Linked DNA regions of Mus musculus: all the other regions are linked to region 1. A link is a contact called in public Hi-C, HiChIP or PLAC-seq and promoter capture Hi-C data. All regions are on one chromosome and are shown on one strand. Each heading gives the region's core, a stretch centred on a gene start, on an enhancer-like site or on the middle of the called end of the contact. The rest is flanking DNA. Distances are from core to core; before and after follow the strand shown. Region 1 holds the start of Suclg2 (succinate-Coenzyme A ligase, GDP-forming, beta subunit). Region 2 holds the start of Lmod3 (leiomodin 3 (fetal)). Region 3 overlaps Arl6ip5 (ADP-ribosylation factor-like 6 interacting protein 5). Region 4 holds the start of Tmf1 (TATA element modulatory factor 1). Region 5 holds the start of Eogt (EGF domain-specific O-linked N-acetylglucosamine (GlcNAc) transferase). Region 6 holds the start of Slc25a26 (solute carrier family 25 (mitochondrial carrier, phosphate carrier), member 26). Region 7 holds the start of Lrig1 (leucine-rich repeats and immunoglobulin-like domains 1).

Evidence for each region. Promoter capture Hi-C pulls out the DNA fragments that hold promoters and counts their contacts. Hi-C and Micro-C count contacts between places; a contact is called where the count stands out from the background. HiChIP or PLAC-seq counts read pairs in DNA pulled down with a chosen protein or histone mark.
Region 2: an H3K4me3 HiChIP or PLAC-seq map of pro-B cells shows a contact between it and region 1, with 6 times the contacts expected there. The contact joins the promoter of Lmod3 here to the promoter of Suclg2 in region 1. A contact is called at or near these places in 2 of 39 promoter capture datasets (both in liver) and 1 of 115 datasets of contacts at active chromatin or transcription factors (pro-B cells).
Region 3: a contact with region 1 is called in a Hi-C map of the G1E-ER4 cell line, with 4 times the contacts expected there. The contact joins the enhancer-like site here to the promoter of Suclg2 in region 1. A contact is called at or near these places in 2 of 39 promoter capture datasets (the C10 cell line and pre-B cells), 2 of 484 Hi-C or Micro-C datasets (B cells and the G1E-ER4 cell line) and 1 of 115 datasets of contacts at active chromatin or transcription factors (extraembryonic endoderm stem cells).
Region 4: a contact with region 1 is called in a promoter capture Hi-C map of pre-B cells, with 6 times the contacts expected there. The contact joins the promoter of Tmf1 here to the promoter of Suclg2 in region 1. A contact is called at or near these places in 7 of 39 promoter capture datasets (the 3T3-L1 cell line, the C10 cell line, cranial neural crest and 3 more), 4 of 115 datasets of contacts at active chromatin or transcription factors (astrocytes, embryonic stem cells, stem cell-derived neural progenitor cells and 1 more) and 2 of 9 other capture datasets (adipose tissue and liver).
Region 5: a contact with region 1 is called in a FOXA1 HiChIP or PLAC-seq map of pancreatic cancer cells. The contact joins the promoter of Eogt here to the promoter of Suclg2 in region 1. A contact is called at or near these places in 4 of 39 promoter capture datasets (the 3T3-L1 cell line, hippocampal neurons and trophoblast stem cells), 1 of 484 Hi-C or Micro-C datasets (B cells), 9 of 115 datasets of contacts at active chromatin or transcription factors (astrocytes, differentiating embryonic stem cells, embryonic stem cells and 3 more) and 1 of 9 other capture datasets (embryonic stem cells).
Region 6: a promoter capture Hi-C map of pre-B cells shows a contact between it and region 1, with 6 times the contacts expected there. The contact joins the promoter of Slc25a26 here to the promoter of Suclg2 in region 1. A contact is called at or near these places in 4 of 39 promoter capture datasets (the C10 cell line, hippocampal neurons, liver and 1 more), 5 of 484 Hi-C or Micro-C datasets (CD4 T cells, CD8 T cells, the G1E-ER4 cell line and 2 more), 1 of 115 datasets of contacts at active chromatin or transcription factors (thymic regulatory T cells) and 1 of 9 other capture datasets (liver).
Region 7: a Hi-C map of CD8 T cells shows a contact between it and region 1, with 8 times the contacts expected there. The contact joins the promoter of Lrig1 here to the promoter of Suclg2 in region 1. A contact is called at or near these places in 3 of 39 promoter capture datasets (cranial neural crest, liver and pre-B cells), 1 of 484 Hi-C or Micro-C datasets (CD8 T cells) and 1 of 115 datasets of contacts at active chromatin or transcription factors (pancreatic cancer cells).

The regions. Positions count from the first base shown.
Region 1 is chr6:95,717,540-95,720,206 of GRCm38.p6, reverse strand. It overlaps Suclg2 (succinate-Coenzyme A ligase, GDP-forming, beta subunit), which reads left to right and starts at 1,361. Exons shown (of 11, transcript NM_011507.3): 1 at 1,361-1,518. The coding sequence starts at 1,432.
Region 2 is chr6:97,251,393-97,254,059 of GRCm38.p6, reverse strand. It overlaps Lmod3 (leiomodin 3 (fetal)), which reads left to right and starts at 1,303. Exons shown (of 3, transcript NM_001081157.2): 1 at 1,303-1,782. The coding sequence starts at 1,489. It overlaps Gm32191 (a long non-coding RNA gene), which reads right to left and starts at 1,156. Exons shown (of 4, transcript XR_869294.2): 1 at 950-1,156.
Region 3 is chr6:97,224,864-97,227,530 of GRCm38.p6, reverse strand. The region is part of intron 1 of Arl6ip5 (ADP-ribosylation factor-like 6 interacting protein 5); the gene reads right to left. Among named protein-coding and RNA genes, the nearest start is that of Gm52868, 4.4 kb to the right of the region's middle. Within about 2 kb of position 1,375, at least 14 of the 459 cell types and tissues checked have an H3K27ac peak or open chromatin away from gene starts, as enhancers often do. A contact at or near this core is called in the G1E-ER4 cell line, where this site is marked.
Region 4 is chr6:97,177,792-97,180,458 of GRCm38.p6, reverse strand. It overlaps Tmf1 (TATA element modulatory factor 1), which reads left to right and starts at 1,335. Exons shown (of 17, transcript NM_001081111.2): 1 at 1,335-1,577. The coding sequence starts at 1,436.
Region 5 is chr6:97,147,559-97,150,225 of GRCm38.p6, reverse strand. It overlaps Eogt (EGF domain-specific O-linked N-acetylglucosamine (GlcNAc) transferase), which reads left to right and starts at 1,340. Exons shown (of 18, transcript NM_175313.5): 1 at 1,340-1,394; 2 at 1,968-2,349.
Region 6 is chr6:94,498,957-94,501,623 of GRCm38.p6, reverse strand. It overlaps Slc25a26 (solute carrier family 25 (mitochondrial carrier, phosphate carrier), member 26), which reads right to left and starts at 1,310. Exons shown (of 10, transcript NM_026255.5): 1 at 1,167-1,310. The coding sequence starts at 1,199.
Region 7 is chr6:94,698,777-94,701,443 of GRCm38.p6, reverse strand. Lrig1 (leucine-rich repeats and immunoglobulin-like domains 1) reads left to right here and starts at 1,299. Exons shown (of 19, transcript NM_008377.2): 1 at 1,299-1,982. The coding sequence starts at 1,759.

The sequences.
Region 1 (2,667 bases), core at 112-2,611:
ACACGCACACACACACACACACACACACACACACACACACACACACACACACACACAAAGAGAATAGATTCTGTGGGTAAGGTTTTGAGGAGGAAAAGGCTTATCAAGGACAGATGTGGGCCAAATGTAAATCCTCGGTGAAGCGGCATAAAGACTGTTGGGGTCTCTTGGAGTAATGTTCCTACAGCTTCTCTGTCAATGTGAATTTACATCAAATGGAAGTTTAAAGGAAGCCGACAGAGGACACTCTTGTGAGGGGACTGTTGCTATAGTGTCCCTTGTCTGTCTTGTGATCATAAAAAAACAAAAACAAACCCAACACCCAATTAAAAAATATCCCCAAGTAGTGCTGAGGGGGTGAAACATGAGTTTGAATCTCATATCTCATTATCTAGCCCCTGTTATGTTTCTTATCTGTTGTATGCCTCAGTTTTCTCTTCTGCAGAATGAGTATAGAAATGCCATCTACCTAAAATGTCGCCATGAAGCTTAAATGTGTTCCTAATTGTTCAATGTCTGGTACATACTAGTTGTTACTGTGATTTGTATTTTATGTAAGTGCATAGCAGCCTGGATACTGTACACAAACACTTTTCTCCTTGTAGAGTAGAAAATCCAGCAATAGCTTTTTATTAATTTAAGGTTAAGTAGCAAGAAAACAGATGTCACTAAGGTAGGCCCAAAACCCTCCATCACTTTCGCAAAGAGACAGGGTGGTGCCTGTTTATAATCACAGTATTTTGGAAGTAGAGGCAGGGTCAGGAGTTCGAGATGAATTTCTGGCCAATGGAAGATAGACAAAAACCCTATCTCAAAAACCAAAACCAAAACAACAAACCACTACTACCCAACCAAAACCCAGTACACTCACAACACCCACACCCAAGCTTGTGCCCCCACATGGCCCAGGAACTAAGGGTAGCATTGATCCTAATTCCTTCCCTTGGAACATTACTCTCTCCAAGGTGTGTCCTCTGAAGGTGGTATCAGTTCCTAGGGCCAGACCTAGCAGCCCTCACTGCAGTGTCAAGGTCTAATCTGTCACTCCCAGGGCCAGTTTTAAGTCAGTGCCCCTGGGGCTGAGATCTGCTTTTGCCTGAAAGCCAGGCAAGATGCAGTAAGCTCTGGGAAGCCACATGGCCTTGGGGTGAGATGGTGAAGGTAGTGGGGGGTAGGGGTAACAAGGTGAGGAGTGGGTGGGGGGGTCTTCCACCGCCCCCAGCCCCCTCCTTCCTTTCTTTTTCCCAATTCCCTCACCCCAGCTCTCTACTGCACCCGCTTTCCTCCCCGCCCTTTCTCCCGCCCCGCCCCTCCTTTCTAGCTCCGTCCCTCCTCTCCTGCCCCGCCCCCTCCCGAGGCCTGGGCCCGGGCGGGCTCCCTCCTCCGCCCCCTCCCTCCCCCTCGCCGCCTCTCTTCAGGTTCCTGGTTAAGATGGCGTCCCCGGTGGCCATCGCGGCGCAGGCTGGGAAGCTTCTGCGAGAGCGAGCGCTGCGGCCGCTCCTGGCGGTCAGGTCCCAGGTGAGCGCGGCCCGGGCCACGCGAGCCACCCGCCGTGGTGCCCCATGCTCCGCGGCCTCTTCGCCCCGCGCGACCCCTGGCGATCCGGTGCTCCCCGCAGCGCGGCGGGCTGTGCGGCGTCCGAGGTGTCGGGGATCGCGGGGGTCAGAGTGCACACCCCACGACCCGGATCGTTCTAATGGCTCCCATCAGCCTTGCCCGGGCACTGGCACCCCGCGCTGGGGGCGAGTTCCCAAAAGTTGGGCGCACTGTTGGAACGCAGAGGTTTCTCAGCCGCTTACTGGCTCTGCCCGGGGGCGGCTCTAAGCCCGAGCTCGCTCGGCAGCCACGTGCTCGCTCCCCAGACTCCCGAGGCAGCTCACCTGCCCCAGTCAACCCCGCGGGGTGTCGCTTGTGACCCCCTTGTGCTTGTCTGTGGGGACCTGCAGGGGTCCAGGAGGATAGTAGAAGTGGAGTCTTGTATGAAAGGCCTGTGTGAAAACTCCTGCCTGCCCACTTGGTCCGTGCCTCCTAGAGACTTAACTAGTGTTAGACTCAGCAGCTCCTTCCTCCACGTTGCTCTCTTGTTGAATTTACCTTCTTCCATTGCAAGCGTCGCAGTAGCGAGGCTTTGGAAGGGAAATTGTGAGTTGGCATTGACACTTGGGAGAAGTCATCCAACTACTAGTCTTCCTACTTTCTCTAGTTTACCCGCCCCGCCTCCCCCCCCAACCCCCCCCCCCCCCCGCAAGAAAAACTTTCCAGTCCAATGAGAGGCAAATCACTACATTCTGACCAAGGCATGCATAGGGCACTAGGAAAAACGAAAAGAAAATAACTTACTAATGATTTTTTTTTTGTTTCTCTAAACTTTGGATCATTATGACATCTGTGAAGGTTTTTTTTTTCTTCTTTTCATTACCTGACATTCCATTTCTCTGTTATTGTTAATGGGAATTTAAGAGGCGCTAATAGTTATTACTGTAATATCCTTAACAGGCACTTGACAGTATGGTGGGTAAAGGAGAGGGATGGCGGTTTGTCTAATTAAAATCACAGATACCTGCTATAATAGAGTGAGGAGAGATCTCCAGGCGATCTGAGTCCTGTTCATTATTTAAGTGTTATATATAAAAAAACAAGAGCTGGGGTGCTGTTGCAGTAGGTTTG
Region 2 (2,667 bases), core at 54-2,553, 1.5 Mb before region 1:
AGTCCAGCCTGGTCTACAGAGTGAGTTCCAGGACAGCCAGGACTACACAGAAGGACTCTTGTCTCTGGAAAAAAATATAAAAATATAATATATATGAAATATATAAATATATAATGGTGAAGCCTTTCTCCAGCCCAGCCCTCTAGACACCTATACCCCTCCCTAAAATCACGTGAAATGTTTGGTTTCTTATTTATTATTCAATAATCTATCTCACTGATATTTTTATATTTATCTATTTGGGTTGTGTTGGAGACAGGGTCTCTCTATGTAGCCCTTTTTGTCCTGGAACTTGCTATGTAAACCAGGCTGAGCTTGAACTCACAGAGATCTGCCTGCCTCTGCCTCCTGAGTACAAGTACAAAGAGACTAAAGGCATCCAGAACCTGGCCTGGCTCTTATTTTTATTTATGTACATTTGTTTAACTTACTGTCTCAAGACTATCCTGTCATGCACACTGTTTTAGAGTTTTGTGTAGCCAGCTAATGTATACAATTGTGCTTTCACCTTGGTGGGAGTGTATCTGAGGTATATACCTCAAAAGGTAGGGTTGTTGGATCAACATAAATGTATGTTAGCAATTTGAAAAAAATTAGTGTCCCTCCCCCACAGTTTACAAAGAAACTCTTTTCATGTCCCTTTTCTCCCAGTATTTCAACAGTATGATTACAAACATTCTCTTCAGAGCCATCTTAATTTAGCTAGGTTTGATAAACACTTACTAAAGACATAAATGGTTTTAAACCCCTTACATGGCCCCTCTCCCTTACATGGAAATTCAGGGCCTTGTTATCCCCATCTGTCAGGTCACAGGATCTAGGTGCAGATAAGAGCAGCTTGCACCGGTTCACTTACACAGGGGTGAATACCATAGCAAGACCTGAGCTGTTCCCTTCAGAGGCACGGCTTCCAGAGCCTGCTGGAAAGATCAGGCAAAGCCCAGCTCACCGGCCACCTTCAGGGGACGACGCTTCTATTCCAGGAGAAACTGCATTTGCTGGCTGGATTTTCATTCTGATGTTTTGTGAGTTGTTTAGATAAGCAGCAGCAGGCTCCCCGGGAGATCTAGAGCATGGGGTGTGGGCTCCCTGGGGTGGGAGGGCTTTAGAAAAGAATGCGTTTATTCCTGCAGAGATTCCATAGCCCGGCTACTCGCTGTCTAGCCCAGCAGCTGTACTGAAATGTCAGATGGATTTGTCCAGATGACTCAAGTTGCCAAAAAGGGACTCATGTAGTAGTTCCACAACTTGACTCTGCCCAGAAAACCTTGCTTAATATAGATCCCACATGAGCTGAGCTATAGTCACTCCCAGCAGCTCAACCAACACCATTGAGTGAGAAAATCTCTCAAGGGTGGGTTGGCCTAAGATATTTGTTAATTAGAAGACACTGAGGTGTTTGCATACTGATTCCTTCTTTAAAATATATCATATTGGATTATTTCTTCTTTTCTGGTGATCTAGAAACAGATAGAAAAAAAGTAAACTATGTCGGGGCACAGCAGGAATTCGGAGCAAGAAGACACCCTTAGTGAGGAGCTCGATGAAGACGAACTCCTAGCCAACTTATCCCCTGAAGAGCTGAAGGAACTGCAGTCAGAGATGGAAGTCATGGCCCCTGACCCCCACCTTCCTGTGGGGATGATCCAAAAGGATCAAACAGACAAGGCACCCACAGGAAACTTCAACCATAAGTCTCTCGTTGATTACATGTATTTGCAAAAGGCGTCTAGACGCATGCTGGAAGATGAACGAGTTCCTGTCAGTTTTGTGCAGTCTGAGGTAACCAGGGATCTGTGTGGGACACAAATGGCTGCCGGGACTGGGCTGGCAGGGTAGTGTTTTGCAATTGTGATTTCTCAAGACTGAATGAAATGTGTGATTCTGTTTTGGATTTTGGCACACCTAAATTAAATTATAATATTAAGTTCTAGCCCAGGCTGTAACTTTCTGAAAAAATAGTATAATTGCAAGGTAGTGGGGAGAAGGTGATAACCTCTTGTCAGTGTTTCTCTTTCAACATTGGCACCAGGGTCTCTGTGTGGAGTTGGTGGTCTGTAGCCATGAATGACATGTAATGGTTTAACACAGAAACAGCTCTTCTGTCTTTTTTTTTTTTTTTTTGGCTTCTCCTTTTGAGAAGCTTGTCCAAATTCTACTCCACATTTCTCCAGACTACTTATGCACATACGATATTTTACATATAATGTCAAAGATTCCCCACTTCTGAAGAAATCTGGCCATACACTAAGCCAAACCCAAGACTGAAAACGTGGGCACACTGTATGTGCATTGGGCATCAGTGATGACACCTGAAAATTGATGTCTAAGAAGGAATCTTCAAGAGAGTCCTCTCTTGAGATACTTATCTAAAAACTAGAGCTGGCATGAGTTTTGTATAAAGCACAGTTAAAATTTAATTACATTTTTTTATTATTAGGTGTGTGTGTGTGTGTGTGTGTGTGTGTGTAAGTGTGTGAGTGTGTGTGTAGGTCAAGCGAGGTGGCAGGTACCTTTACCTGATAAGCCGTCTTGATGGTTCTAAAGGACAAATTTTAATGTTGCACTTAAAAATGATTGAGAAGAAAGAAGACAGATTTCTTATGTATGGTTTCTTTGGGGCCACCTGCTAGACACAGGTGCATGTTGTCACATTGGTGTGATAGA
Region 3 (2,667 bases), core at 126-2,625, 1.5 Mb before region 1:
TTTGGTTTCTTTAAACATTCAGCTATATGAATATGTTTGTGTTTAATGCCGGGTGTGGGATGAGAGGCTGCTTCCCAGCAGGTGATTATGATTTGCCTTGTGCACTAGCAGGGGTGTGATCTTTGCCAGTTGTAGATAGTCTAATTCTGGGGACTCTGGAGAAGGTATAAATGGGAGAGCTCCAAGAGGGCCTGGTGTGGCTGCTGCTCATGGCTGCTGCTCCTCCCTGCTGTTCCTCCCCGCTGCCCCCTCTGCTCCCACCTGTTCATCCTGCTGTTGCTGCTGCTGCATCTGCTGTTGCATTTGCTATTACTGGTTTGTTGTACTGCTAGATATAGTCTGATGACAGATCGGACTTGCCACAAGGAACCCAATTCTCCTAGTCAGCAAGAAGTAGCCTGTTGAGGTCTATGCCCCCTTTCCCCTCTAACTTTCTTTCTCTCCTACCTAGTGTTTGAAGTCGGAAGGAGTCAGGGTGGAACAAGGGTTGGAAGAGTGGTAGACATAAAAACCCAATAACTAGCTAAAAGAGCACAACAGTTGCCTTTATCGTGGTGTTTTATCATCACTATAGAAAAGCAACTAAAACACCCAGGTTGGCCTTGAAACCCACCATCCTCCAGCCTCAGCCTCCCAGGTACTATAGTTACATATGTGCACCACCTTTTCCAAATGAAAATTCCTTTACATTTTAGCTCTGATCCTACTGAAACATCAGCTATTTGAGTAGGGAGTGAAAGTCTCTTATCCTTGCTGCCAGGTGGTTGGAATGAATGTAAAACTGCTTAGAAGAAGCTAAAGCTCTCCACTTAACAAAAGCAAAGAATCTCTGGATGTGTGGGTGCAGATCTTTAGTCTCGGCATTCGGGAAGTGGAGACAAGTGTATCTCTGTGAGCAACAGTGTGTCTCTGTGGACAGCCTGGTCTACAGCCTGAGTTCCAAGCCAGCCAGGACTGCATAGTGAGAGCCTGTCTTTAAAGCAGAAAAGGGCTGGGGGAGCGTGAGCATGCAGAGAATTAGACAATGGAAAGAGTAGTGTACTGTAGTTTAAACACACTACAGCCTCTAACACTTAGGAATGCTGTTCTGGGACCAACTGCTGTTCTGAGCCAGTCTCAGGAGTCTAAGGACTCTTATCTTCTCAGAAAAGGGGAAACACAAGCCCCAGCTAGAAAATACAGGTGCCAGCTTAGGATAATCATCATGCTGAGCTACTTCTGACTCAGGGCAAGACCATTACAGCCTCTAACCATGACAAGCTCCAACTGCAATTACTCCAGGACACTGTGACATTGAGAGCCACTGCCTGCCTGCCTGCCTGCCGGCATGGAAATTCACTCCCCTTCCAGCATGAAAGCAGCCCCTCTCAGAGTGGCTGTGTGCAGATGGGCTCTCTCTACTGCCTTGCCCTCTGTTGATGTACCACAGTGTAGCTAATGAACTGTGTGCCTTCCTCCTTTTGTCTTCAGAACATCCATTCCCACCAGTGCCATCCCCGCCAGGACAATCACAGTTGCCTATTTCACTCAAAATCCTAGACAACACTGAGACCCTGCAAGCTTGAGAAGACAAAGGTAATAAACAATCTTGCCAAGACTGAGATATATCCACACTGGTGGTGTGTGTGTGAAACACTGTTAGGAATAACCTATGTGAACAATGCTTTACTGGACTGGGATATATATATATATCCCAGGTACTATAGTAATATATGTGCATATATGTATATATGATTAAAAAGCTTAAGTATACAGACAGGCACTACTAGATGTGACTTATAATTTAGTAGCACAAGATATTGATAATAGCTGGGCGGTGGTGGCACACACCTTTAATCCCAGCACTTGGGAGGCAGAGGCAGGTGGATTTCTGAGTTTGAGGCCAGCCTGGTCTACAAAGTGAGTTTCAGGACAGCCAGGGCTACACAGAGAAACCCTGTCTCAAGAAACAAAAAACAAAAAAACAAAAGAGAAGATATTGACAATATATTGAGTGGGTGAAAAAATAATAATACATTCCCTCTATTATATTTAGCATATTATGCTTGTGACATAACCTTAAAGCAGAAATGTCTATCATTTACATTTCCTTTCTACCTCCCTTTCTTCTTTCTCTCTCTCTCTCTCTCTCTCTCTCTCTCCCTCCCTCCCTCCCTCCCTCCCTCCCTCCCTCCTGTGGTAGGGTCTCATGTATCCCACCATAGTCTCAGACTTAATGCACAGATAAGGACAACCTTATCTCCTGATTCTCCTGCTTCTACCTCCCAAGTCCTGGAACACAGATGTGGGCCACCGTGCCCAGTTGACATGTGCTTCATGGCTTTGTGGTTGAGTGTGCTAGTGGGACTGAGCCCAGGGCTTTGTGCATGCGTAGGTAAAGGTTCTATCATGAAGCTGTGTCCTCAAACTGGTGGTTTTGGTTTATCTTGTTTGTTTTGTTTTGTTTTGTTGGTTTTATTTTTCTGGGTTAGGGGTGTGTGTCTCAGCACCTCAGCAACTTGCCCAAGCTACCCTTGAACTCTGTCTTCCTACCTCAGCTTCCCTGGCAGCTGGGATTACAGGTCTGCACCACCTGATCTGGCTTATAATTGGCATGTTATTTTCTAATAACAATAAGATAACTACATAAAGAAGAAAATATAGACGTATAAGATCAACTGCTTCTCA
Region 4 (2,667 bases), core at 86-2,585, 1.5 Mb before region 1:
TTCAGAGGGAGGACAGCTCCAGTGAACAACTTCAGACTTCTGGCTCCAAACCACAAAAGCATTTCTGTCATTTTAAGCCATCCTGTTAGTAGTTCTGGTAGTCCTAGGGAATGTTTTGGGGGATAAAATTACATTTCCCCTTTCCCTTCCGTCCCTCTAAACTTTTTCATAGACCTCTATTGCTCTCTCTCAAATTAAGTCTCTTTTATTAACTGTTAAGTATATAAGTGTGTATACATATGCGTTCTCAAATGCATTAATTAGTACAACCCTCAGTCTGTATGATGATTTCGGGGCTGCTCATTTGGTAGTGTGTAACCTTCCCAGGGGAAGATTTACCCCATTCCTAGCTTCGGCATTCCTTAAGTACCCGTGGTTCTTTGTGTAGGGTAGGAGTCTCTTTTCACAAAGGGCTAATGCTTGAATTAAATTTAGCCTTTAAATGCTGGTAGAAAATTTTTCTTTAGCATTATTAGAACCAAACCAAACAGCTGCTGACTGGACAAGGAAGGCCATCGACTTTAAATTTTCTCCCATGACCAAGTGTGGGAAAGAGAGCATACAAGCTGTATCTTTTAGGCAGTGTGCACAGTATGTACTGATGGGTTAATATTTTATTGCTTGCCAAGTGGCTTAACCCATCCAAACCGCTGTTACAAACTGCCATAAAGTGGCTGGCTCATAGGCTACAGAAACTTGATTTTTACTGTTCTTGTGACTGGGAGGTCCAAGACGAGCACAGCTGATGAGAGCCATCTATTTCTAGTTCATGGCTGGCGTGACCTTGGTATGTTATGCTTGAGAGGGCGTAGGCACCTCTTAATAGGGCATTCATCTCTTTCCCGTGGGTGTCACAGTCATCTCGTGACCCAGAAAGTTCCTTAAAGCCCCACCTCTTAACATAGGAGTGTGCTGATGAACGCCATTCAGATGACAGAATTAGGTTGAGAGGGAGGTGGTTTCATCTGTTAATGTTCCAGGACCTGGGGACCGTGCCCATCAAGTCAGGCATAGACATCCAGGCCAGGCGAGAACTGGCCAACTACTTTTTGAGTACCAAGATTAATAAGTGTGAGGCCTAGCCGCCGGGATTATAGCGAGGCACACGCGGCTCTGGTCGCTCCCGGAGGTCTGGGCCTCGGCGCAGATCGCGTCCCTCAGTTGAGAACGGCCATGAAGCCCAGAGGCGGCTGGTAACTAAGGGCTCCGCTCCGCTCCCGGATGTGGCTTCACGCTACCGCCTCCGTCCTTCCGTCTGGGCGGAACTCGGCTCCCGGATCTGGTGGTTGTGTACGTGGAAGGGCGGCGCATGCGCGGCGGGGCCCGGCTCAGCTGTGCGGAAGGCTCGCAGCGCCGCGCGGCCGCGGGAGGCGGTGGGGCCGGGGCCGCCGCTGAGGCCGCCGGAGCCGGCCGGAGCCGGCGCTGAGGAGGGGCCATGAGCTGGTTCAATGCCTCGCAGTTGTCCAGCTTCGCCAAGCAGGCCCTGTCCCAGGCCCAGAAGTCCATCGACAGGGTCCTGGACATCCAGGAGGAGGAGCCGAGCGCCTGGGCCGAGGCCATCCCGTACGGCGAGCCGGGTAAGCGGGTCCCGGGGTGTCGCGCCTGCCTGCCTGCCTGCTGTCGGACCCCAGTCCCGCACGCCTCGGCCCCGGTGCGGGTCCTGCTGACCTCAGGTGTCAGCTCGAGCTCTGGTCCTGGCCCCAGGCCCCTGACTACAGAGTCAGGAGCACAGCCCCAGATCCCCAATTGCTAGGCGTCTTCCGCCTTGGCGCCCTAGGTCCGAGCCTTGTAAATCCCCAGTCCCGGAGCCCCGCGGGAAGCGTTTAAGGAACACAAAAGACTTTGTTTACAAAAAGTTCACCGTCTCAAAACAACCCGAGTCAGGGATGGTAGACCCCGTGTTCTACAGAGGAGCTAACCGAAACTCAGAATGCATAACTTTCTCCAGGTGAGGCACAGTCTGTACGGGGCAGAGTCCCAAGAGAATTTGTGCTCCAAGAGTTCCCAACTGTAGCCCTTTTTGCAGCACCAGATCTTTCAGATGAACTGAAATTACTCTTTCCAGGATTATTCGGTTGCTTGTGTCTTTACGTCTAAGGGAGTCTGGAGCACTTTTCGTGTGTAGCAACAGACACTGGGGCAAACCTTTGGATGAAAGTTAACTGTGGTTTCTGGTTTTAGATGTACATTGTTGAAAACTCGGGACCTAAGTTGAATCATTGATAACGTAGTTTATGTATGACTGTAGATATATCGTGATCTTATTTCATTCTCTGTGGCACCTTGCTATTGGGAAGCTCGCCTTTTTGTGGTTGGACCCCAGAGCTGGAGTTACTAAACTTAAGATCAGATGTTTCAAATAAAAAGATACTCATTATCCCCCGCCCCGGGCGAAATCTGAGACATGGATAGTGCTGTATAATTTATTTTAGAGGGCAGGTTGTCTGAAATGGAATATGCTTTCTTGAATGCTATTTTCATTGATCATCTGTTGTGTTTTAGATTACAAAACAACATGGGTCTGAAGAATAGGAATAGTTTAAGTGGATGTGTGGTTACTATAATTTTGTACCACATTTTTCAAGAGGCAAAGTTAAACCCTGGTATCCGTGAGGATGCTAATTAGCTACCTCGAAGACCTAATCTTGCCTTAAGCTTTGTTTTCTG
Region 5 (2,667 bases), core at 91-2,590, 1.4 Mb before region 1:
ATGCTAACACAATACATACTGAACAGGATATATATTAAACAAATTATATACATATTAAACACATACACATATAAAACACAGCTGGTCTGGAACTTGCGACATAGATCAGGCTGGCCTCAAACTTACAGAGATCCATTTGCCTTTGCCTTCCAAGTGCTAGCTAGGATTAAAGAAAGGCCTTCCCTAAAGTGCCCAGCCCATGTGTATGTTGTATGTTACTGGGGATTGAACCTGGGGTCGTGCACATGTTAGGATAGCACTCATCTCCGTGGTCACTAAGTTGTCTGGGTGTCTTGAACTTCCTTTTATTTTTTATTTTTTTTAAATTTTTTCCATGACTCAGCCTGTGGAGTAGCTGGAACAGCAGGCCTGTACCACCAGTTCTGGTTTCAGTTCTCATAGTAGCTTCTTAAAATTTATAAGACATGTAAGCCTTGTGAACTGAATGCATCTGAGCATGTTTATTTTGACACCATTAATATAAGCTGGGTCCTTTTTTTCATTTATTAGTATTGTATAGGAAGGTGTGAGTATCCAGGAGGTCAGAGAACGAGGTCAGGGAGTGGGTTCTCCCCTTTCGTGGTAGGATCCTAGGATTCAACGTGGGTCGTCAGGCTTGCTCCCACAAGCGCTTTGAAAACTCTAAGCCACCTGTCAGCCCTTGAACCCTTTAATCATAATTTAATGGCTGTCTCCCCCATGCTCCAGAAGGCATGCTGGAACTGCAAGGTGTCAAGAATGGAAGAGAATGGGAGATATGCATACACGTAATCATCACCTAAACAAGCAGTTAGAAATCATCATGAAATAGCAAAAACGTAAAAATTAAACAAGAGTAGCCATTGGACTTGGACACTTCATGGACAGGTACAATTCCCTGGAATCTACAGTATTTTCACTACCCACCAGAGAGTGTCCCACTACATCCAGTCTCATTTGAAAATCAGGGCAGCAACTTCTGCTCAGAATGGGAAAGCAATAAAATTACAACCCTGAGTGATATGTAAACAGTCCCGTAGTCTGCCTGCCTACTCTCTGGTGCTGGAGACCTGCCAAGCGCCTGGAGGAGCAGCCAGGGACTTGCACCCCGGTGTCCCACGTCCCGGAGGGGATGTAGGCGGGTGTCCCCAGTGGATCAGGCTGTGGGTCACAGGGTGTCCGTAACCTTGGCTGATGGGTGTCCAAGAGTGCCTTCCAGACTCTGGTCGCTGGGTGTGGTCAAGGCATTCCGGTCCGCCCTTGAGCCCCGGGCCAAGGTGTCGCGGCAGCTCCCGGGCGCCCCCTGGCCCGGCTTGGGCGCCGGAGGTTTCCGGTTCGCGGCTGCCGGCGGTGACGTCTCGTTACTCCCAAGCTGCCGCCACTGCCGCCGCCGCCGCTCCCTAGTCAAGCTGCAGGTGGGCCCCGCGCCTTCCCCGCCTGTTCCTGGCCGGCGCCTGCACCCCCGTGGGCCCGCAGCCTGACTCTGGGACTCTGATCCCAGCCCGCGGCCTTCAGCTGGTTACCAGGAGTTGATCGGTGGCTGTAGGCTAGGGAGATGCCCAGCCAGGCCTGCCCTGTTGCCTCGATCCCCATGCTGGGGCGGAGTGGCTTCTCCAGGCACACCTGGGAGCCGAGCGTCTCCTAAGACAGCTGCTTCCCCAAGCACCCGGGGCAGGGTTGGCTGCTGCCGGGCGCGAGGGGCTGACTCCGCTACACAGGGGAGGGGTTGACGTTCCGCAGACAACCGGAGGATCGCCACAGCAGGATTGCCACTTCGGCGCCTCAGGCAGCCGAGCTCTGTCTGAGCTCTGTCTGCTTGCCTACCTTGGGACTTGATAGTCTTTGAGTCCCAGATGCACTTCATCTGTCCGCTGCTGGCTCTGTTGCCCAGCAATGCCCTAAGCCATTCATGTGGTAGTCCTAGTAACCCCAGCTCTCATGGTTTACGGCGTTCAGATTTTTACCTTTTTTTCCTCTTCTCTTTTTAGGTCCGTGAAAATCCAATCAAGCCACACACGAGTGGAGCGCGATTGACCGTTTTGTGCAAAAAGACGCGGTAGCCTAACCTACTAAAGCTTTCATCCCTGCCAAGTCTTGCCAGAGAACTCAACTCCGGGAAGGCTTTCTGCCAGGCCCTGAAGTTGTACTTTCATGCACCACAGGGAACCATCACCCAGCATATGCAAGTGGGTACATGCCCTCCCTTGCAAAAGCCAACTTTCTGATCTGCTCCTTTAGATTTTCCCCACGGCCAAGGGTTACTTTTTTCCATGAATGGTCAAGTTTTGTTAACCGGCAGAACGCATTGCAGAGCTGTGGATTTGGATACCCGAAATTTAGGACCTAGTGCTCCAAGCCGCGACCTAGAAGGTTAGTCCAAGGGCTGGGTGGCCTGTTGTGATCCTGAGGTTGGCACTGGTCCAGGCAGCCCCGGGAATCAGAGAACAGGATTACTGCAATGAGAACCAGGAACAGGCTTTGGTCCTAGGAATGTTTTCTCTGCTAATTATCCTGTTGGTCTGGATTGAGTGATGTGGTGTGAAGCGGGCTACCTCCTTCCTGCTCACCACTAGTGTCTGCTCCGTGGGTTACTATGTCCAGGGGACCCTGGGCTCTGACTTTGCTTTGAGAGACTTAGTAGTGTTCATTCACTGAGGAGAATCACGCATCTTCATCTCCGGGCTTCTG
Region 6 (2,667 bases), core at 61-2,560, 1.2 Mb after region 1:
GTGCTCGTGCACATATGTGTGTGTGTGTGTGTGTGTGTGTGTGTGTGTGTGTGTGTGCAGCCCAACCTTGAGTCAGAAGTCTTTCTCATTGTCTCTCCTCTTTCTTCACTGAAGCAAAGGATCTAGAGATCACTAAAGGTTAGTCTAGCTCACCAGCTTGCTCCAGGGATCCCTTGTCTCCACCTTCTGAGCACCGGAATTACACATGGGCCACCAGACCCACCCAACATTTCCCAGGGTTCTGGGAACTGAACTACAGATGCTATAACTACTGAGCCATCTCCCCAAACACAAATGAATCTCATATATTTAGGATGCCTGGCCCATAACCTGTTATCACCTCTTCCCATAATGTCCTGAACCTAGTCCACCTGTCACTTACCCGAGCAGTCACTTCTGTACTGTCTCCTACATCTAACTCTTATGGGCAGGTTTCTCTTGTTCAACACTCTATCTCCAACCCTTCCATCAGAGCAGTAGCTAGTTCTGTAAACAAATGCCCCTGGGCTTCTATTTGCCCTTAGCAGGAGCATTTTAAAAATGAAGGTATTTCTTGTCTGCTTCTGTTCACTCTTCCAGAATAAAATCAAAGTTAACCAGTCTCTCTTACATCTGCTAAATCTATTATCTCCTGCTAGACCTGCTGTTATAGGCCCCTCAAAAAGCACTGGTTCTCATAAATCGACAGAATTAGCCAATAAACCATCGACTCCACAACACCACTACTTATGCTCAGTATTTCTTCAAAGCCTAAACGTGGAGAAAAATGAGCAGATTACTAGGAACTAAATGTGTAGAAACTTCAAAAAGACAAGCTAGTATCTTGGATGGATGGGTCGTAAGTGTTTTCCTGAATAGTGTGTATTTGCATGTTTAATTCCCAAGTTCAGGTGAATATGGTGTACAAGGGAAGTCTTAATTTACTGAAGCCTTCAGTAAATAAGACAATGTGTCAAGCATACCTCATCTCTAAAAGCCCATCAGAAGCCACCAAGCCTTGAGAACAGACTTCCCAGACGTCTCTAGGCTTGGTCCTAGATCTAGCAGCCAGTGACCTGAGGACAGACCGACCACTGCTTAAACCCGGAAGAAAGCGGCAGTGCAGAGAAGCCGCCACAGCTCCCACGCAGCCTGCACCCAGCAGCCCACCCCTACCCGGTACTCACCACCAGCGAGGCCGTGAAGCCCGGCGCGTCCATGGTCTCCCAACGCCGCCAAGGTTAAAAATCACAAGCTGGGCAAAAGCAGGTGCTGACTTAAAGAGCTGGGCGCCGCCATGTTGGGGCGGGATATGGAGCAACTACTTCCGGGGCAGAACTCGTGACGTCACACCACAACAAAAGCACGTGCGTCGCTCGGTGCTGGTCGCTGAGCCTTTCCTGGAGGACCCTGGGGTTTGGAGCTTCTCCGGCTTCCTGTCCTTCAGCAGCCGGCTCCGGAGGCGCTAGGCAAGAGCCTCGCACAAGCCTGTGGCCCCGGATGGGATCTACGAAAGACCCCGGAGGAGAGACCAGAGCTGGCAGGACTGGGACCAGGCGGCACTGCCTGTACCTGAAGGCCAGCCCTGTGGTTTCCTACTCACAATCCAAGTCCGTTATTCCTTCGCTTTATCTGTGCAGGCTGGCTGGATTTCTGTTGATCCAATTCCAGAAAGAAAGAAAAAAAATGTTAAACAAAAATACGTTTTTATTACCAAAAAAAAAAAAAAAGTATTCTCCATTTGTACTGACGTTTATTTCTCTTTAAATTAATGTACTTAAAGTAGGAGAGTGATCACTAGAGACTACGAAGGGAAGAAGGATGGAGGTAGCTGCTATCAAAATACAATTAGTTAGGGCCAGTGAGATAGCTTAGTAGGTAAAGGCGCTTGCCTCCAATTCTGGAGGTGACAACTAACAAATTCCTATTAGATAGGGCGAGTGAGATGGTTCTGCAGGTAAAAGCTCTTGCCACCAACCCTGCAACCTGAGTTCACTCCCTGGGACCCATAGGGTGAAAGAGACAACCAGTTCCCACAAGCTGTCTCCCAATGTCTGTGGACATACCTAATATTTATTGTATATCATATATTTTGCATATTATATTTTATTACATATTAATATGTTGATAGTGAAATAAATAGAATTTAATACTTAAAAAAATACAGCTTAATAGTGAGTGTAACTCAATGGTAGAATATGTGTTTACCTAGCAGGGCCCTCGTGTAGATGGAGGAAGACAGGAAGAATAAGTACCATTGCTCTGCAGGACAGTAGGATTGCTAGTTTACAATTTACTTACGTGTGTGTGTGTGTGTGTGTGTGTGTGTGTATTTCAGTTGGTATTTGAGTTTCACTGTAGCCTATGATAGGCTAGAACTGGCAATGTAGTTATGTAGTTCTGGTGACCTCAAACTCATAACAATTGTCCTGCCTCTGCCTCCCAAATGTTGGAATTACAGATGTGAGCCATTACACTTGGATAATAATTTGGGTTTTCTTTCTAGGGTCTTGAACATGCAAGGGCAGTATAGATGTAGCCACAAAGGCTACATATATAGTTCCACCTACCTAGTCACTGTTATATATTTTTATAGAGAACTAAAAGAAAATAGAAAATTTCAAAGATGACCCACAAAGAAATGATATTTAAGGAATTATACATGCTAATGGCTGACTTAGCCATTTC
Region 7 (2,667 bases), core at 50-2,549, 1.0 Mb after region 1:
TATGTCAAACATGTAATGAAATCCCTTTAACTGTTCGGTGTTTTTCTTCCCGATGAACAGCGTTCCTACTCCCTTTCTATAAAGCCTAAGTTAGATTTAACCGTGCTGGAACAAATGTTTTCCAGAAGACTCCAGCGCCTTAGTTTCCCTGACCCTGTGTGCAGTTCGGACATCAGCAAGTCAAACCGCCCAGAGGCGGCAGATATGTATTACAGTGCTAATCTCTTCCCCCCGCCCCCCCGCCCCACTCCATTAAGTGTGTGTGTGTTCGCGCGCGTGTGCTCGCCTATGTCCAAGCACTGTTTCACATGGCGGCTATCAATCTATTCTGATCCGTGTTTGCCAAACTAACAGGTTCTCTCTCTCTCTCTCTCTCTCTCTCTCTCTCTCTCTCTCTCTCTCTCTCTCTCTCCTCTCTCCCTCCCCCCACCTCTCTCACTGTCTATAAAGAGCACGTCACGGATAATTTCTTGGAAATTGTATTTTAAAGGCACTGATTTTCAATAACAAAACACACCACCACAGCAACCCCCTTTATCCAAGTCCAGAGCACTTCCCGAACTATCCTTCAACTAACTAGGGGCGGGGAAGTGGGCGTGCCCTCAAGATTCAATTTCTGCAGCACACAGTCATTTCGGTAGTCAAGGACACATTTCTGGATTAAAGATATCAAGAAGAACGAGTGTGGAGCACAGATGGGAAAGGGGGCCCCACCTCTGAGGAAATAGCTGAGAAACTCATGAAAGCAAGTTTTAAATCTTTTTTTTTTTTCTTTTGCAAGGCACCTGAAAAAGGGTGCTCGTTTGCTGTAAATCCACCATGATGTTTTTAGTTTAGGAGAGCAGAATAAACCTTGGGTCCAGATAGCTCCCAAACCCGTGGATTACAAACTTTCTCTCTTCTCCTAGGCTCAATGGACCGAAGCTTAGGCCACTTTTCCAGATTCTGGTACTTGGTAGCCAAAACCCTACAAGTCTCCTTTAAGAGGAGGCAGCACGCCTCTCCTTTTCCCCGCCCCGTCCCCGCCTTTCACACCTTGGGTGGGAAAAGCGAGCGGAGGCGGGACCTCAGGGAGCGAGCGCTCTTATGGGTTAGGACGCCAAAAAGGCGCTCCAGGAGCCAATGAGCAACGGGCAGGGCGGGGCGTAATGCTGTAGCCCTGCAGCCAACGTGGGCCGATCTGCGCCCCGGGGCCCCATCGGAGGGGTGTGTGAGGGCGAGCAGCCGGGGCGGGGCCTGGGGCCGCGGGGCTGGACCGCGGAGCGGCTGGCCGCTGATTGTTCGCAGCGCTGAGGCACGGTGCGCTCCGGCCGCTCCGGGACGGGCAGGCGCGTGGGGTCCACGGCTATCATCAGCTCAGCGCCCTCAGTGAGATGCCCGCCCGCGCCACGCGCAGAGGCCGAGGCTAAGCGTTTTCAGTCCTCAGAGGCGGCGGCTCTCGGCGTGCGCCCGAGCTCTGAAGGCGACTCTCAGCGCGGCGGGAAGGACGAGCAGCGGCGGCCGGGCACTCACTGCGGGACTCCACAGAGTTCGCCGCGCGCGGGGCTCGGCCCGGATGGGCGCGGGGGTGGCGGTCCCCGCAGGGTGCTGCGAAGCGGCCCGGGCAGAGCGTGCCGGCTGAGCGCCGCGGCCCCGGAGCCGACTGGAGTCGGGCGTCCATGTCCCGGCGCGGAGCCTAGCTCCGAGCGCAGCCCGCGCCCGCGGCCGCCCGCACCTCGCAGCCCTCGCTCCCCGGCTTCGCGGCGCGTTCCAGACAAGATGGCGCGGCCCGGTCCGGGAGTGCTCGGAGCCCCGCGCCTTGCGCCTCGCCTTCTGCTCTGGCTGCTCTTGCTGCTACTGCAATGGCCGGAGTCAGCGGGCGCCCAGGCTGGCCCGCGGGCCCCCTGCGCGGCCGCCTGCACTTGCGCCGGGGACTCGCTGGACTGCAGTGGGCGCGGGCTGGCGACGCTGCCCCGGGACCTGCCCTCCTGGACGCGCAGCCTGTGAGTATCGCCTTTGCCTCTCGTCCGGGCGCTGTCACTAAGACGGGGCTGCTGGTGTGCTCAGCCGGAGAGGGTGCGGAGTGCGCTCTGTGGGCTGGGGAGACTTGTGGGTGGCCGAGTGGAGGTCACGCGTGGGAGCTCGGGAGAGAGGACTCTGCTTCTGGGGTTTGAAGGTGAGCGTGATTCTGGAGGAGCCTGCCTTGCGGCGAGCGTGTGTTGTGGAGAGGATGCAGGACATGAGTGATCCTGTAAGGGTGATCGAGTGTGCCTCGTGAAGTCTGGAAGTCAGCGAGTGTGGGCCGTGGAGGTGAGCCACCGGTTTGTGATTTGAAACTGAGTGAGAGTGCTGTGGAGCGCGAAATATGTGTGTGTGTAGAGTGGAGGTGAGCGAATTTGTGTGCATGTGAGACGGACGCAATGGCAGAGTGTAGGAGCCTGTGTTGGGATTGGGATCCATGGCTGTATCTTTTCTCCTGTGCTGTATGTAACCCAGCCCTTAGGTGTCTTGAGTTCCCTCAACTTACCTTCAGTTGGTAATGAATGACAGTGACTCACATCTCCAGGGTTCATGCTATTTATACTGTGTATTAGTGAGTATGTGTTGCAGTCTCCTGATCACCAGACAATCGTGGTGGCTTGACTTGGCATTGGCCAGGGCAAAAGGGACCCTGTCCTGAAGAAGCCA